2 separate regions of the Mus musculus genome follow, and region 2 is linked to region 1. Evidence: chromatin contacts called from public HiChIP or PLAC-seq data. All regions are on one chromosome and are shown on one strand. Each heading gives the region's core, a stretch centred on a gene start, on an enhancer-like site or on the middle of the called end of the contact. The rest is flanking DNA. Distances are from core to core; before and after follow the strand shown.

Region 1 (6,090 bases), core at 1,775-4,274:
CTGGCTCTGCCTTCAAGAAGATCATTGTGTGTGGAAGCTCCCACAATGAGCTGGATCTGAGAAGCATTAGTCAGAGAGAGAGAGAGAGAGAGAGAGAGAGAGAGAGAGAGAGAATCCTCTATGTCACTTTAGAAGATAGAAGGAACCCAGAGAGAAGACCACGGGGGATTCCACAGCTCTCTCACTGATTTTCACACAAATTCTAGGAGGGATAACAGCAAGAACATACACACACGTGCACACACACACACACTAGCTTCTTCCTGGGAAATCAGTAGCTACACCTAGAGCTTCCTCTACTAACGGCATCTAGGGTAGACTTCAAAGTCCAGAGAACTAGTGACTAGCAAACAGTGTGAAGAGGACAATCAAAGCTGGGCTTTTCGTAACAGGCAGGCATTTCCAATTCACAAAGTCAGTTTTGGAAATCAGGGAGAGCAGAGGACCTGATATCTCACATCTGTTCAGCACAGTGCACTTCCTAATAGTCTCTGTCCAACTTAAATGCCAATTAGGAAGCCCCTGATGGAAGTCAAGCCATCTGCTGCATACTTTGAGCCTGCTAATTCATTGTAATTTTGATGCTTGTGTTAGCTGATTGTTGTCAGAAGGTGGATCAGAAATTGGTAGCTTGTGCCAAGTTCAAACAGTTTGAGAATGGCAACAAGGTTACGTTGTCTAGGAAGTCTCTGTTCACTGGTTCCCCCACTCCTCTACCTAGAGTAGGCACCCTTGATAGCTTAAGTCTCATACTACAACCTAAGGAAATGGAGAAAAGAATTCACATGATCAAGGGACCTCTTATGGGCCAACTGGTTTCCTATACTACCTGGCATGGACTGGAGTGTGTCCCTGCAAATGTGTGTGTTGAAATCCTAGTACCCAGGACCTGAGAATGTGGTTCAATGAGATGAGTTTTGGTGATGACTGAAGAAATATTTGCAGAGAAGCACATAAGAGAATAGCCTGCCGGCCTTGGTCTCCGAACCACAGGGTTTTGGTTTTATTTTTATTGTTTTCTTGCCTTGTTTTACTTTGTCATTTTGTTTTAGGAGACAGGGTTTCACTATATAACAAAGGCTGGCCAGGAACTTGCTATGTAGATCAAGCTGACTCGGAACTGGCAATCTTCTTGCTTCTACTCCTGAGTACTGGGATTATAGGTATGCACTAGTGTGACCAGCTCAAGGAGCACATGCATGATTGCCTGCCTTACTGTGTGCGTGTGCATGTGCGTGTGCGCGTGTGTGTGTGTGTGTGTTTTAGTTCAGGAGCCTCAGGAATATTAAGCAAGCCTTCTAACACTGAACTATATATCTCTAGCCCCCAGCTAAGGAACTTTTCTTTGCAGGAGCATTGAGCACATTTTCTAGGGTCACAGAACACAAGAGCTGATAATGGATTTTCATCTGGACTCGCTCCCAGAGAACTCCGCATCTCTTCATCTCATTGACAGTAGTACAGTGGCTAGAAAAAACGCTTCATTTGCAAACTACACGATTCAAATGTGCAAAAATAAAAATGTGAGTTCTTTTATTCATCTCTAACTCCACTTCTATTTCAGTCACCAATTTTCTTCTTGTTGGCAGAAAACTTGATCCAGTCAATTGAGATAAAAACAGTAGTCATATTTAAATGTGGTCATTTCCATATTTCCTACTCTTTAAGTAGCATCAAAGGTTGGGAGATTTCGACAGTAGATGATCTGGAGTGAAAGGGGCCTGTGGTAGCTTCGCTCACTCTATCCGGGACGTCTGTAGCCACTGGCTCTTCCTGGGACAGCTGAGATTCTATCTTGTTTCCAGCCTTGGTCCACATTGGTTCCTCTGCTTCTGCTTCATCCAGATCTCATGTATAGAGGCCATCACTTGGATAATTCTGAGTTCCCTTTCCCTACTGATAGGGTATTTGGGCGCTCCCTCCTAAAAGATCATCTAGATAGGAGGAGACCCTGGGTTTAATTCTTTGTACTACAGTACACATACATATACAAACATACACACACAGACACACACACACACACACATACAACAGGCAGACATACACACACACACATACACACAGAGAGGTGCACATATACACACACTCACGCACGTATATATATTCACATATACTCACATGCAACACATAGATACATGTCCACACTTACACATTCATGCATATATACACAGACACACACACATGCACACAAACACTCTCTCAGCATACTCACACATACACACAGTTATATCCACAGAGTCAGACATAAACACACCCACTCACAAACACACACAGACACACACTCATGCATACACACACATAGTCATACACAGAGAGACATATACATACACTAACAAACACAGACATACACAGACATACACACACAGAGACACACACTCACATAGACATATATACATGTACACCCAGGCATGCACACACACTTTCACACACACATACACATACATACATGCACACACTATTAGAGGGTCAATGTAGTTGGGATTCAAAAATAATAATAGCAAAATCGATCGGGGGGGAAAAAATAAATGTCAAGAATGTTTAGATGGAGTCTGTAAGGCATCCATCTGTGTGAGAGAAAAGAAAGAAGCAACAGCTGTTGGGGCTCAGACGGGAAGAGACAAGTCGGCATCAGAAACATGAGGCACATGCACCCACTATTGCTAGTGCCTTGCTGTAATCCCAGAAGACTCTGTTGCAAGAGCCTGGCTCCTTAAACTCCCTTCCTGCAACTCCCTCTCCTTCTCTACTCCCACAGCAGAGATGACCTTGACTCCGACTCTCAGTTCCTAGTCCAGCCCCGAACAGAGGCACACTCAAAGCTCCCTTAAAGAAAACATTGACGCCTCCTCCTTCAGCTTCCTTTCTCCATACACAGGCTTTGGGAAAGGTCTGTGGCCCTTGATACTTCCCTGAAGAACCTCAGTTTGAACAGATTTAGATAGGCCAGTGTTTTTTGCTTTCAGTTCCAAGAATATCTAAGCTCCTGCTTTTTCCCGGTAAATGACGTAATTACACTCACATCTATAAGGGAAACCAAACGTTAGTGAAGCAAGCTATATGGGGAACACAGGAGCCCAAGAACATGACTTGGTACTGCCTGTATTTTATAAAACCCTACCCTACAATAACCATGCTGCCAAGTAAATAGAGACAAAGTCCAGAGGGGACAAGGAATTGAAGAGGGAAAAAACAGCCCCAGTGTTTGGTGTTCTGTTCTTACGTCACCTCCTCAAGTGAGGCCAGGCCTGTTCCCTCTCCCTCAGCAGCCCCTCCCCACACCCATCACCTTTGTAACCATCTTAGCAGCTGTCTTCTACTTGGTTTCACCCATTTATATTGTTGTCTCTCTGCTCTTCTCTACCCATCACACACACACTACACACACACACTCACTTGGAGGCACATGCACACACCACACACAGAGAGAATAAGGATATAAGCTTAGGAGCGAGTGGGCTTGGACTGTTTACTGTTATCTTCCTAGTGATTACAGTATGTCATGCATGGCTTCAGTATTAGCCACAGGAAGCATTATGGGATGGAGGGGCATAGGCGACTGTTGTCTGGTCATCCCTCTCCCAACCCCAGCTTTCCAAACTTCCGGTGGCACCAAGAGTCTCAAGAGGCATTACCCAAAGCTTGCCATCTTAATTCTTTCAAGAGCCAAGTTTATGCTTTTCTCCCACCACTTAGCTGACTCCTGACTCGGGTTGTTCTTACGAGGCCATAGGCCTGTCATCAAGGCTTTGCTTAGCATGGCACACATCCTACAGGGAGAGCCAATGTTCCTTATGACATATGCTTCTGTGCCACCAGCCAGGATCACCCCAAAACCTCTCCTCTGCTCACCCCACAACAATGTGGGGAGAAGGGAGTATGTTAACCAGGAATAGGAGTCATGGAACAGACAGCACTTCACCTTCTTCAGTCAGGGTTCCATTCTGAGGTCTCTATGTTGGCCCATATCCCTCCCCATAAGGACAGCCAGTCTCCACCCTAAAGGCTACCTCTTCTGTGGTCCTCCCTGGCATGGGCTCTGGCATGGCCATGGTTCTGTTTATCTCCTCTCTAAGCAGGATGCTGGAACATCTCCCCTCCAATGCCCTCTTCATCTCATTTACCAGACAGACTTCTTCCTTTCAAGCTCCAGCCCAAACCTAGAACTTGTCTGATCCCATCTCCTTCTCAATCTGGATTGATCCTCCTCCTCCTCCTCCTCCTCCTCCTCCTCCTCCTCCTCTTCCTCTACCTCCCACAACCAGCGTGTTTGTCATTCTATGATGTAATTACAATTTCCCTCCCCTTTCACCCACCTGCTATGGGGAAGGGTGCTAATGAAGACAGAAGTGGGTCTGGTATCTGCAGTACTGGTTGTCTCTAGCTCAGAGTCTGATACGTGCTCATCATAAAATGAATGTTTAGACACTCACTTATTCATCCCACATACTGGAGCCAGCACTAACAGTATGAAATAAAAAACCTCAGGCATGATCTCTATCCCCATGGGGTCTGCATTATAATTGGATGTGGGGGGAGGGTAGGTAAGGAGAGCAGGCAGTAACCAAGTAAATAGGTGCTGGTTATTATTAAGCTCATGAAGGAAATAAATAGTACTTTGATTAACATTAATAGAGGGGTGTTTCTTTTTTATTTTTAACTTGTTTTTCAACTATTTTTATTAGATATTTTCTTTATTTACATTTCAAATGTTATCCCGTTTCCTGGTTTCCCCTCTGAAAACCCCCTCCTCCTACTCACCAACCAACCCACTCCTACTTCCTGGCCCTGGCATTCCCCTACACTGGAGCATTGAGCCTTCATAGGACCAAGGGCCTCTCCTCCCATTGATGACCAACTAGGCCATCCTCTACTACATATGCAGCTAGAGCCATGGGTCCTACCATGTGTACTCTTTGGTTGGTGGTTTAGTCCCTGGGAGCTCTGGGGGTACTGGTTAGTTCATATTGTTGTTTCTTCTATGGGGCTGGAAACTCCTTCAACTCCTTGGGTCCTTTCTCTAGCTCCTTCATTGGGGACCCTGTGCTCAGTCCAATGGATGGCTGTGACCATCCACCTCTGTATTTGTCAGGCACTGGCAGAGCCTCTCAGAAGACAGCTATATTACCAATCCTACATCCAATAGAGAACTAATATCCAATATATACAAAGAACTCAAGAAGTTAGACTCCAGAGAAACAAATAGCCCTATTAAAAGATGGGGAACAGAGCTAAACAAAATTCTCAACTGAGGAATACTGAATGGCTGATAAGCACCTAAAAAATGTTCAACATCCTTAGTCATCAGAGAAATGAAAATCAAAACAACCCTAAGATTCCACCGCACACCAATCAGAATGGCTAAGATCGAAAACTCAGATGACAGCAGATACTGGCAAGGATGTGGAGAAAGAGCAACACTCCTCCATTACTGATGGGATTGCAAGCTGGTACAACCACTCTGGAAATCAGTTTGGTAGTTCCTCATAAAATTGGACATAGTACCAACTGAGGTCCCAGCAATACCACTCCTGGGCATATACCCAGAAGATGCTCCAACATGTAATAAGGACACATGCTCCATATGTTCATGGCAGCCTTATTTATAATAAGCAGAAGCTGGAAAGAACCCAGATGCCCCTCAACAGAGGAATGGATACAGAATATGTGGTACATTTACACAATGGAGTACTACTCAGCTATTAAAAACAATGAATTTATGAAATTCTTAGGCAAATGGATGGATCTGGAGGATATCATCCTGAGTGAGGTAACCCAATCACAAAAGAACACACATAATATGAACTCACTGATAAGTGGATATTAGCCCAGAAGCTCAGAATACCCAAGATACAATTCACCAACCACATGAAACTCAAGAATAAGGAAGATCAAAGTGTGGATACTTCGGTCCTTCTTAGAAGGGGGAACAAAATACCCATGGAAGGAGTTATAGAGACAAAGTATGGAGTAGAGACTGAAGGAATGACCATCCAGAAACTGCCCACCTGCGGATCCATCCCATATACAATCACCAAACCCAGATACTATTGTGGATGCCAACAAAAGCTTGCTAAGGGGTGTTTCTTTAAG
Region 2 (5,557 bases), core at 2,708-5,207, 210 kb before region 1:
CAAGTGTAAAAAACGAGTCACAATGATGGTTGCGTTAAATACATTTCTCATTGCTAAGCCAGCAGCCAATTGCCAACACTCTATTGAAATTCAGTTTGTTAATTACTTACTTAATTACTTACTTACAGTGATATCTAACCTCTTTTAATCAGCTCATGGTCATTGTACATGTTTATGGGGTAGTGTGACATTTTAGTACATGTATACAATGTTTAATGAGTATGTGACAAACAGTAATTGGCACCCTCACCTCCTTGTCTCTAGAATCCAACATTTTGGTTTGCTTTTATTTCTGAAACCACTGTCTTGACTCATAGTGTCTTTGTTCTGCATCTAGACTCTTGACGGCTTCCTAACTTGCCTTCCTATTTCTAATGCAGTTTCTGCCCTGCAAAAATAATTACATCTCTAAAATATCATCTCACTGATTAGTTTCCCTAGTTAAAAACACCTTCATGGCTTTTCAGATTCTATTGAGAATGGAAGCCAGCCTTCTATGACCAACCACCAAGATGTTTCATCGTTTAGACCCGCCTACTTGTCTCTCCTTCTTGCATACTCTCACAGCTCATACTAAAATGCTTACAGGTCCTTAAATGTATCCCTGCCTCTTGCTGTCTGGGAGTTTGTGCTTCTTGTCCCTCTGCCTGATTCACTTCCTCTTCCTTCCTAGTCTTGGCATGATGAATCGTCATGTGCTCCTCTTGAATGCCATTGTGTCAGAAATCTGTCCTGATCTTCCAGGACTAGAGTGGCTGTTTTTCAAAATGGAACCATTTCTATCTTGGCCCCACCTTAAGTAGCATTCATTTATCTCTGTCGTGCTGTAAGTAATACTTATTTTCAAAGAAAGCCCACATCCCATTTATCACTGTTTCCCTAACATCTTGCACAACAGCTGGCTTATAACATGCATTCTTCAAATCATTTGTCAGATAAATTTTTTAATTAAAAAAAAAAAACTTGGCACTCAGAATGATCAAAAGCCTTGCCCAAAGTTCTTTGCCAAGTAAATAAATGGTAAATCTAAGCCTTTATCTCCCACCCCCTTTACCTCTCCCCTCTCCCATAGCCCCGGCTCTTCTATATGGTAAGGGCTCATAAATGTCTACTTACACTCATAACTCTCTTCAGAAGTGAAGAATCACATCTAGTGGTACATCAACCTTTCTTTCTACAAGGACAATGCCCAAACTTAGCACCACTTAACTAATTCAGTCTCTATGCTCTCTTAAGAATGTTTAACTGGCTTGGGAACAGTGCAATTCATCTTTAATCCCAGCACTCTGGAGCTGGAAGCAAGCAGATCTCTATAAATTCAAGGTCAGCCTGGTCTGTACAGAGATTTCCAGGCCATAGTGATATAGTAAGACCCTGAATTGGAAAAAAAATACGGAGAAGTAACAGAAGAAGACACCCAGTGTCTGACTCTGGTTTCTGCATACATATACACATGTGTGTGCACACATATGCACACATATGTACATATATACATATAAAGGAGAAAGAAAGAATGAAAGGAAGGAAGGAGAGAGAGGAAGAGAAAGAAAGAAAGAAAGAAGGAAAGAAAGAAAGAAAGAAAGAAAGAAAGAAAGAAAGAAAGAAAGAAAGAAAGAAAGAAAGAAAGAAACTAAGTCTAACTGGATTGAAGTGTAAGTAGATCTTGTTCCCAGACAGTGTGCAATGTGCTAATCAGAGATGTGCAGAGACTGGACTGTTGGGAATACAAAGAGGGAAGAAGCCCAGGTCTACCAGGAGGACTAGTTAAAAATGGAAGTGGTTACATAAAAGGGTTCACAGTAAAAATCTCAACACTATTCTTCTTTTTTAAAGTTATGACATTAGCAATAGTTGAGTTCTGTGTTCCCTCCTCAGATGGAAGATGTTCTTGACTTTGGCTATAAACATCTGCAATTCCGATTTAGACTTCTCCACAAGAGCTGCACAATCATCCTATTTTGGCTTCCAGCTCAGTTACTCTGTTACAAGCTTTGACTCCACAACTCTGGGGTAATAGAACACAAGGGCATAGTTTGAAAATAGAGCATGCATCTGCTGCGGATTGTTATTTTGGTTTAATGAGGACTTGCTGTTTCCTGAATTCCTATAATCATTTGATGAATTGTGCTGGTGACTTGCTCTGCAGGCTTTGAACATGTGGTACCCATTGGGGTACAGTGGCGGGGGGGGGGGGGCCTAACTCACCCTCTTCCCCATGAAAGCAATCTTCTAGTAAAACATTGTAAGGGCAAATGTGTGTATTGATTGCTGGCTAAATAGAGAAATGATGCAGCGATGGATAATTTGCTTCGCTGAATGAAGAGAAGATCGGCTCCACCCCATACTAAATACTCTCCGTTCCATGTCCTAATGTATGCCTGCATGTGTAAAGCATGTTAGGGGTTGTAAAGATGGATAAAACAGCTCGACCTTCACAGCATTTCTCAAAAGGAATCAGGAGCCATATCCACACACAAGAAAGGCAATCTGGGATGAGGGCTATTTGAGGCATAAGTAACCATTTTATTTGTTTACCCTGGCTCAATTTGCAAAGAACTTCCATGTGCATTGCCTCGTTCAGTCCTCACAATGGTCCTGAGTGTCCTGCTAGTGTCTTCATTTTGAAGTTACAGATGATATAGGATGAGAAGAGCAAATACCTTGTTCAACTTCCCACAGCTAGAGATTAATATGGATTTCTAAAATCCCAGCCCCACAGCTGAAGGCCATGGGAAGCTGAGAATGTAAACAGATACCATGAACTCTAAGTTTCATGGAGGACATGTAGCTTCAACTGTGGCTCCACCTTCCAGATGAGTCGAGTCAAAAGAAGGAAAGGAATCCCTGAGAAAGAGAAAATACCTGAGCTAAGAACTCTGAGGTGTCTGAGGTGGTGAGAGATGAGTAAGGGGATCCATCCCATAAACAACCACCAAACCCAGACACTATTGCATATGCCAGCAAGATTTTGCTGACAGGACCCTGATATAGCTATCTTTTGTGAGGCTATGCCAGTGCCTGGCAAATACAGAAGTGGATGCTCACAGTCATCTATTGTATGGCACACAGGGCCCCTAATGAAGGAGCTAGAGAAATTACCCAAGGAGCTAAAGGGGTCTGCAACACTATAGGAGGAACAACAATATGAACTAACCAGTACCTCCCAGAACTGTGTCTCTAGTTGCATATGTAGCAGAGGATGGCCTAGTCAGCCATCAATGGGAGGAGAGGCCCTTGGTCTTGCAAAGATTATATGCCCCAGTACAGGGGAATGCCAGGGCCAGAAAGCAGGAGTGGGTGGGTTGGGGAGCAGGGCTGGGGGAGGGTATATGGGACTTTCAGGATAGCATTTGAAATGTAAATAAAGAAAATATCTAATAAAAAGAAGCATGACTGTGTGTGACATTGTTTATGTCATCAAAACCAATGCATCAAATAAAAACTGTGGATGGTTTTAAGCCATTTATATGTTTCAGAAGTATTCTTGTCCTCACAGACTACTGATTTTGGAGAAAACCTACACACAAAAGAAGTGAGACTAAAAAGAGTGTCTTAGATAGTAGTCATATTATGATGTCCACATGAGTTCTAGAGGTGTAGAGTTTTATTTTGATTTATTTATATTTCCATTGATGTATTGATTGGCCTCAGGGAAGTCAGCTCTGGATTGTGGGGATCAAATTGCTCTAAAGAAATCAATGCATTCAGAGGTATTCACCATGGAGTTAGTCCCTGACAGTGTATTGAAAAGTTCAGAGTGAGCCGAAGTGCCTCGCTTTTACCTGGTGAGTGTTCTCAGATGGGCGTGTGGTGTGTGGAGCTGCCAAGGGATGCTCATGGGCTTGGAAAGGATTGAGGGGTTTAAGGAAAATGAGTGAGTTCTCTGTGTGAGGTGCGGAACTATGCTGACTCATCCCATTCTGAAACCAACCAACCCCCATGGAAGAAGGAAGGCAGACTGTGAAGGCAGATGCTGCTCTTAGAGCCAAGGCAGGCAGAAGTGTAACAATTGGATGCTGATTGACTCTAATGTGTTCCTGGCAAGAGAGTGGCACACACAAAAAATATGATGTCACTCAACTATCAGCTTTAGACAAGCAAATGTATCACAAATGCATGTACAGGTTGTCAGAGCTCTTCAAGGAGTTAAGCAGCCTACCTGAAGACTGTCAGCCTGTGGCAAAGCCAGAATTGCAAATGAGGTCTTTCTGATCTCCAACTCTATGGCAACTTTATATTAAAGGGTAAACATTTTAATATACAGACTCATAACGGGTCAGAACACTACAAATGATTGACAGGGGCATGCTCAGCCTTAAGTGCGGTATTATCTGTCCATCAGAGCCAGAGGATGGGAAGGGTGCACTGCAGTAGGTGCCTTCTGGACTTGACATGGCCTTTGCCTTCATGAACTCAGGGCAGATGTGTTTTCCTCCACAAGATCTGAATAAGATTGGCCTGGTGAACCATCCATCATGGATAAGGGAGGGGCTTATGAGGCCCCTCCCTCCCTCGGGGGACTACCGACAGTTAATGAAGGCTGGTGACTATCATTTTCTTCAGTAGTGTAGCCACAGATAAGCTGTTCATGCTCCAGGAAATAACCTTGGGCTCCTGGAAGCAATCCTAGTTAAACTCAGTGGCTCTCACACTCAATGGCATAGATTTAGGATGCCGACTTCTTGGGAATAAAATAAATGTTTCAGCAGCAGGAGTGTATATATTAGGTACTTTGCTATCGCTGTGATAAAACAACATGACCAAGACAACTTAGAGAAGAAAAGACGTATTTGGGGCTGACAGTTCTAGCCAGTTCAGAGTCCATGACCATCATTGCAGACATCATAGCAGCAGGCAAGCAGGTATGGCCCTGGAGCAGAAGCCGAGAGCTCACAGCCTGATCCATAAACAGACAGCAAAGAAAGCTGATGAACTAGAGTCTTTTGAAACTGTTAGTTCTCCCCTGGTCACATACTTCCTCCAGCAATACCATATCTCCTAATCTTCCCCAAACAGCCACTAGCTGGGGATGAAGAATTTAAATCCCTGAGACTTGTGTGCAACACTTTATTCAAATTAACACAGAAGGGGAATGAGAGAAAGAAATGGGGGTGAAAACATCAAAATTCCCTGTATATGTGTGTGAAATTGTCAAGGAATAAAAATTAAATAGTTAAGAAGAGTGATCATTTTGTCAAAGTTTCTTAGATGAATTAATTAATTAGCACAGTAGAGGTGCTAAACCCCAAACTAGAAAGTTTGCAAAGATTGCAAAGTGTTTCATGTACTAATGTGCACATGCATACTGTGTGTGGGATGTTTACATGGTGTGCATGCGTGTGTGTGTGTGTGTGTGTGTGTGTGTGTGTGTGTGTGTGTGTGTAAGAAGCAAAGCCTTGCTCTTGTTAAGCATGTGTCCTCCTGAGATACAATTCTACTTCATTTCCTTGTACGTGGCTGATTGTGCAGCACAGTTGGTGGAATGGCTGCTCTCTTCCCTCCACTGAATTATCTCTTCATTTTTATCTAAAAAGCAAACTGACCATACACATGTGAG

The links. HiChIP or PLAC-seq counts read pairs in DNA pulled down with a chosen protein or histone mark.
Region 2: a contact with region 1 is called in an H3K27ac HiChIP or PLAC-seq map of SST interneurons, with 2.8 times the contacts expected there. The contact joins two enhancer-like sites. A contact is called at or near these places in 1 of 15 datasets of contacts at CTCF or cohesin (pro-B cells) and 1 of 115 datasets of contacts at active chromatin or transcription factors (SST interneurons).

What each region holds. Positions count from the first base shown.
Region 1 is chr1:164,540,290-164,546,379 of GRCm38.p6, reverse strand. No RefSeq gene overlaps it. Among named protein-coding and RNA genes, the nearest start is that of Gm26685, 40 kb to the right of the region's middle. Within about 2 kb of position 3,024, at least 34 of the 459 cell types and tissues checked have an H3K27ac peak or open chromatin away from gene starts, as enhancers often do. A contact at or near this core is called in SST interneurons, where this site is marked.
Region 2 is chr1:164,752,336-164,757,892 of GRCm38.p6, reverse strand. No RefSeq gene overlaps it. Among named protein-coding and RNA genes, the nearest start is that of Dpt, 42 kb to the left of the region's middle. Within about 2 kb of position 3,957, at least 12 of the 459 cell types and tissues checked have an H3K27ac peak or open chromatin away from gene starts, as enhancers often do. A contact at or near this core is called in SST interneurons, where this site is marked.